Regions from separate parts of the Oryzias latipes genome. Here region 1 is linked to region 2. Evidence: chromatin contacts called from public Hi-C data. All regions are on one chromosome and are shown on one strand. Each heading gives the region's core, a stretch centred on a gene start, on an enhancer-like site or on the middle of the called end of the contact. The rest is flanking DNA. Distances are from core to core; before and after follow the strand shown. Region 1 has its middle 16 kb from the start of LOC110015034. Region 2 holds the start of ndnf (protein NDNF).

Region 1 (3,255 bases), core at 524-3,023, 130 kb after region 2:
GAGGAAGCCCGTTCACCCTGCACAAAGACGCAATAGCCCTCCTGACGTCTAGGTACAGGAGCCTCCAGACCGAGACAAGCAGGTTGGAAAACAGCTTTTTTTTTTTTATCACAGCCGTTTATTTGCTGAACTCTGTCTCCACATGATCACAAACACAACGTTGTTGAACGAATTCATCATGGTATGCAATCCTGCTGTTAGATGTATCTTAATCATTGTGCTCATTGTCCAGAATGCATTCTCTGTATACTGTTTACATATATACTGTATATATTTTATGTCTTAGTAAATAACACCGTCTTATCTTCTTTATTGCACAACTATATTAAGGTGCCCATTTGCACTGATCCTATTTACCTTCCAATGAATAGTCGTAGTGTCTTGCTTAGGCGTATTGTTTACAGATTGTCATACAGTGTTTGCTCGCTATAATGCAGTTCTCCTTTCGCTGTTATATATATAAAAATCCTTGATTGTAAGCGAATCTTTGGTTTCATTCTATAGTACTAGACTTGTGTTTTCTAGGAAGGTTTGAACAAAAGAGAAGTACATAAATGTTTATGTCTATCTGAGAAAAGTGTATGAAGTGTGTAGTGAGGAGTTTTGCAGCCTTAAAACATCTGTAATCCTAGAGATTTCGCCCATCTCCTGGGTTAACACAGTACTTTCAAGGTATTCAATTGTTATAAACTAATTATTTGCTCTTTTGGTTGGATGCAAACTGTATTTAGTGCTTTGTACTCACATGTGCAGTGACAATAAGGTTAAATCTAACCTAATCTAATCTATTTATGCTTGCACTCTTTTTGCCATCAATCAAATTGTTGTGTTGAGCCAGTTGTTTTTAAAAATGAGAACCAATGTTTTCTTTTTGCGCGACATGCCAGAACAACCTCGGTTTGGGAATCAGGACTTCATTATAAACAGAACTGAACAAGTTGTCATACAGATTCCTTAAGTGAGAATAGGACAACCTTTAAACAAGAAATGTTTTGTTTTTGTTCTGCACTGTCAGGGTGTTGTTTGTGTGTGATGTGAAAGTGTAATGCTGAGCTCAGGTCTTGGTTTGGTGTTTCTGTGTTCCTGCATGTTCTGCTGACAGGATCTGCTGAAGCTAGATGAATATTGCCCCTGTGATGGCCCATTTCTGTGCAATTATCAGTCCTGGCTCTCCACAGAGAGATAGGGAATATATTTCTGTGTAATAAAGCAGAATTAGAAAGGTGATAATCGTCTGTTACCCGCACACTGAGGGATCAGTAGGGAAACCAGATAACACCAAGGTTTAGTGATTCTAATGTGTAAAAAAATGTCTGAGCTGCTGCTGCTCCTCATGAAGTGATACTGGACTTCCAGTTTTGGTTTACATGTTCATTTAAAGAGGCATCAGGATTCAAGGATTCAAAGAGTGTTTATTGCCATTTTCAGTGAACAGAGCAGTTTCACAGAATTGAAATTAGCTTCCAATTTTGTGAAACTGCTCTGGGAAAAGATGGTGGAAGTGACAAGTCAAACGTCAGCTGTTATGTCTCTGTCGACTACAAAAGGAGAAACACACAACATTCTACTAGGGTCAGAGAAGCAATACATATTAATAACCTTCTCTCAACAGAGGGGAAGGCCGCAGACACAGTTTGTCTCCGGTTTACCATGCTGCCCTTTCATTAGTTCTAAAGAAGACCAAAACTCCAGCACAACCACACCCTACAGTCTTGTGACGGGGCCAGTGGTGATTACTGTTACAGAGAAGAGGCTATTTACAGTGGATTCTCTTCTTTGTCTCCATTAATGAGACATTCATATGCATGAATGTGGGTACGCACCTGGAGGATATATGGGCCTTGAACCCACCATCACTCAGAGTGATGTAGCCACTTGGGCGAGTGATGAAGTATTTCAAGAGAAGATTTTAAGTCCAGCTGCCATGACTTAACTTCAAGACAACATCACCTGGATAAATGAGAACCGTCACCTGCTACTTTTCAGTTTTTTACATACATCCAGGGCTGAACGTAAGCTGGTACAGTCTAGTACTGCGTACCGGCATAAGGTCTGGCGGAGGTACGCCATACTGGCTGAAAGATCAGCTGTGTGGCGGCTCTTTGCTGCTACAACATTTATTCAAAAGCAGCGTGCCTTTCCCTAAACTTTCGCTAAAACTGTGAACTGCTGCACTTTATCTCATTATTTTAGTGTCTCAATGGTTTTTAGCATCTTATCATAGCTGCAAAATGTGATTTACGCCCCTCTATCCTCTCATGTTATCTGTAAATTCTCTCAATTGCCTAAACAAACACATTGCGCATGTGCAACTTGCAGGGTATGTTTGACTTGTCCTGCAGAAACACTCAATTCATTCAAGGAGGCACATTTATGTGCAAGCTGGAGGTTGTTTAGTTTGCAACGGGACAAATACAACGATAAATGATTCCTCCAGTTTAGTGAACACTGTTCTGAATTATAGTTCAAGATAAAACCTAATGCAATGGTAAAAATAAAACATACAGCTAAGAAAATAATTTATATTAGAAAAGGTCACTGAAAAAAGAACAATGCAGGGAAGATTGTTCAAGAGGAAGAAAGCTAAATAGAATGAAGATGTAAAAGTTAACATTAATGGAGAAGAAGAAGAAAACGAGAAAGAAGGAGGTGCTTTTCCTGCATTTATCAAGTTCTTTAGTGCAATAATCAATGCAAATGTTCTTTCCACAATGTCCAGTCTACATTTTTATTTACAGTCAACATTTATTCGCAACTGCATTTATCGGCAATTTAATAATGATTCATATCTTTGCTGATTTGATTCATTTTGAACGATCCGATTCACTGACCGAAAATGGATCCGGGACATCTTTAGCCAAAACTTCAACCAGTGTGACTCAGAGAGAAATGCCTGGTGTAGTGCAGGTGACGTTTTACACATAGCATTCAGGTGGATCCAGCCAATTAAAACATTGCAGGTATGTTGAAACGCAAGAAGATCTACGCCTCTATAGTGCATGATTATCTTTATTTCTTGAAAAAAGATAATCTTTTACCCTTCATTTTTGAATTGTCTATCTGGTCTCACCATAGTAACGTGACAAGTATTTGCTGGACAGTTAGTTTCCTCTGTGTCCACAGGGTTAATAGCGGGCTTGTTTTGATTAACTCATGTCAAACATTAGGCATTTGTCTCTGTACCAGAACTTCCTGAACTTCCAATCTCCCTTTGTACATCTCGCACCATTACTTGAGTTTGACCATGTTTTTTCA
Region 2 (3,470 bases), core at 880-3,379:
AGACGGATAGACTTTCCAGTCTCAGTGTCCTGTGAACGCATTTTAGGTTAACAAATTTTCCTCGCTGCATAAATAGATGATCTGAGACTGTAGAAGTGCAAGACGGTAAATTGTAGGAAGAAAAAACACTTGAACACTGCGATTGTGTTTTTGTGTTTTTGACATTTTTCTCATGGAGGAGGACAAATAATAAGATTATTACACTTACAGTTTAATTTCTGTGTATTTCTACTTTCAAGTCGTTGTGAATCAGGAGCAGACGAAAAAAATGCTGTTTGAAAAAAGACCAAACAGCACATTCCAATTTATTGCATAATTTTCAAGTCACTAACCATTAAAGTGCATAATAAGTGTTAGTGAACAAACTTCCCTGAAGATAACAGTATATTTTATGGAAATAAAAACTTTCAAAGTCACAGTTCCACATTGTTACCCACAACAGAGTTCCACAAGATTTGATAGATTCTAAAAAACTGAGAGCGGTCATTTGTTGAATTTGGTGCAGTAGGAGTTCATATTTACTGAAATCAAAAACATCTGAATAGTGTCTGCACTCAAAGAAATGAAAAAGAGCTGTGGCATTATTTATGTAAAGTATTTATGTTGAAAATATTAAATGAATTCACTTTCAGTAAAAAATAAGAGGGTTACTTTACATTTAAATAACAATAACAATTTGGGTAATATTTAAAAATGGTTAGTAAAATTTAGCTAACAGTTTATTTAAAAAACAAGCTTTCCGTTCATCTGAAACATTACGCAATAAAATTCGGCAAGAATTCTACAATTACATTGTTTAGTATTGTTAACTTTAGGGGATTTTAGTACATGGAACAAAAAGGTGTTCCATAGTGTTCAACATGATTCATAAATTTAACATAACTAAAAAATCAACTGTTTTATTGACAGTTTCGTTCTGTTCAAAGGCACCATTTTCATCCAACTGTTCATTGGTTTCTTCCCAAATGAAAAACACAGCTGAGTCTTCCTCCACACAGGACTGGATGAGGTGGCATGCATTTGATGAACTGCTGTTTGGGTGTTTGTTGTGTTTGTGGCTCCTAAAAAAATCTCTCAGAGGAGAAAGAGAACAAACACAGTTCCTGTTTAATCAGCACATAAGGCAACTCCTGAAAATCAGCTCCAATGAAAACAGGCTGGATGTGGTGTAGAGTTCACAGCTGTGAAGGTGTGAAAGAGTGTGCCTGGAAAACTGGACTCACTGTGAAACAGCAAGAAATGCTCTGTTTATGCAGGGGTTCATTGTAGATCATCTACATGTTTCTGTCACTTTCAGTTTATTTCATATAGTTATTGTTGACAGAAGGATGTAAACCATCCCTTAAAATCAACATACTTATGAAAAGGAGGATGTAAACAAATAGTTCACATTTCAAAGGAACAAGAATCCACAACGTTTTCATTGAGATAACGCGAGGGGGCGCTGTTGTATTAAACCTTTGAAACATCCCTTATTTTGTGATGAATAATCAATGCATTTGTGGTGTTGCTTGAAAAAAATCAAAACTATGAAAACATTTTGTTTTCTTAATTTTATTGATTGTTTCTTTACTATTAAAATAATCTTCGCTGCTTGTTGTTACTGTGTGAAGACGCTGTTTTCGTTCCCTGTGCTCCTGCGTGGACCTGAATGCAGCCAGCTGCTGCTCACGCGTGAAAACCTGCGGATGCAACCACAGTCTTTTCTTTCAGGAAACAGCAGCATCCTCCAGACCTGCTCCCCAAACTCGGGAACATGCACTTTGTGGCACTTCAGTTCCTAGACAGTCAACCACTCTTATCTCGGATAAATAGCCCATTTGCATCGCTGTGTTTCAGTGCAGGAGCAGCCAGCAATTCATCCCAGGGAATTCCCACAGCTGATCAAAAAAGAAAGTTTGCTCCAGTTCAGAGTCTTTTGCGCGCACACCCAAACACCGGGGCCCCTGATATAACTTGCCTGCGCGCCTTAGCCCCAGGGCTTGCGTGACTCTGGCAGGGTACTGCAGCTCCAACTAATAATTTTCAAGGAGTATCAGGGTAAACATTGACGATATAAAAAGTTTGCGGGGGAATCCCGCTCTGTAAAGAGCACGAGTCTTCATTTGTCTCCCGCGCGCCGGCTCACATTCATCCAATGTTTCCATGCCCTATAGTCGTGTATGTTTTAATGCTCTCTTCTCCACTGTCCGTGGGGTCCCTTGGGGTCTGTCTGCTCTTCGAGCTGTGGGCTGGTTTTGTGACTTGAGGGTTTGGAGTACAAGAAGAAGAAGAAGTTCGCACCAGTTTGCCTCCAATCCAGTGGAGGTTTCATTGCCAGCGGAGCGGCAGGGGAGGGACGCACTCTTTGCACTCGGGATACCAGCTCATACACTCCACGCACTCTCTCACACACACTCTCCTGCCCACTAGAGACTTGTTAAATCCGCAAGAAAACTGCAAACATCAGAGCAGTCGCTTTTATCCGATTGATCGGCTCCAGCAACACGCGTGAACCGGAGGAACTGTACTGCGCACAGCGGATAGGACAGCCGGGAGTTTTCATGTCTGTGTAGACAAACTGATCGAGTTTTACGGTCATTTGAAGAAGACTTTTGAGATCAAGAGCCACCATCCGCCAGAGAACTTCCATATTCCGGGAGGTAAGAATGTCTATCTTCTGCCTGGCTGAGAGGATTGCATGTGTGCGCTGCACAGAGAAACGCGTCTAATTTGGGGGAGAATTCTTTTTTTTTAACTTGCAACTTCATAAAACATTTAATTGTATTAAATGGTTATTCAAAGAAAACTATTTTCCGATCAAATGACAGAGAACTTTCTTGCATTTTAAAAAGTTGGCTTTGAGAAACGGAGATACGTTTTGGCCGTTTACAACTTCGGGAAGTTAAAAACTTTTAAATATTTTGATCAAACCTAAACTTGCATGCCGTCTCCAGTTCTTGCTGAGCCGATGACACGATCAACTTTAGAAAAGCTCTGTTTCTCTGCCTCCCGACCGACGGACTATTCCCACGCACCCAGGAGCGCGACACGCACCCAGCGAAGAGCGATTCATCTCATCTGCCCTCGCGTTTTGCTGTTTTCCCGGGAGGTTTAAACTTTATCTGCAAAGTCAAAGTTTTGCCCAGTCTCGGCTCTTTTTATTGACAGCCACCTTGTCTATTTTTAATGCTTTTACGCACCTGCGTAAACCGGGTCTGACCGGCGTGAAGCGCGTCACGCGGATCTACTTTTAAATAAAAGCTCAAATATATTTTACGATTGTTTTTTTTTTAAATCTGATGCTTTTTTTCTTACCATTTCTTATATTCTGAGGGCCTCTCAATAATTAGAATTTAGCAGCTATAAGCGCACAGTCTCCCCTCTGTTTTCTCAGGAGAATGAATCATGAACAACAACAACAACAACAGGAAAAAAAAAGTCTTAAGAGAAAAAGGTCTGCGTTGCATAGCGTAACTAAACCGTCATTT

What was found. Hi-C and Micro-C count contacts between places; a contact is called where the count stands out from the background.
Region 1: a contact with region 2 is called in a Hi-C map of gastrula embryo, with 1.5 times the contacts expected there. The contact joins the enhancer-like site here to the promoter of ndnf in region 2.

The regions. Positions count from the first base shown.
Region 1 is chr4:28,546,503-28,549,757 of ASM223467v1, forward strand. No RefSeq gene overlaps it. Among protein-coding and RNA genes, the nearest start is that of LOC110015034, 16 kb to the left of the region's middle. Within about 2 kb of position 1,774, at least 1 of the 8 cell types and tissues checked has an H3K27ac peak or open chromatin away from gene starts, as enhancers often do. A contact at or near this core is called in gastrula embryo, where this site is marked.
Region 2 is chr4:28,411,595-28,415,064 of ASM223467v1, forward strand. It overlaps ndnf (protein NDNF), which reads left to right and starts at 2,130. Exons shown (of 4, transcript XM_004068325.4): 1 at 2,130-2,642.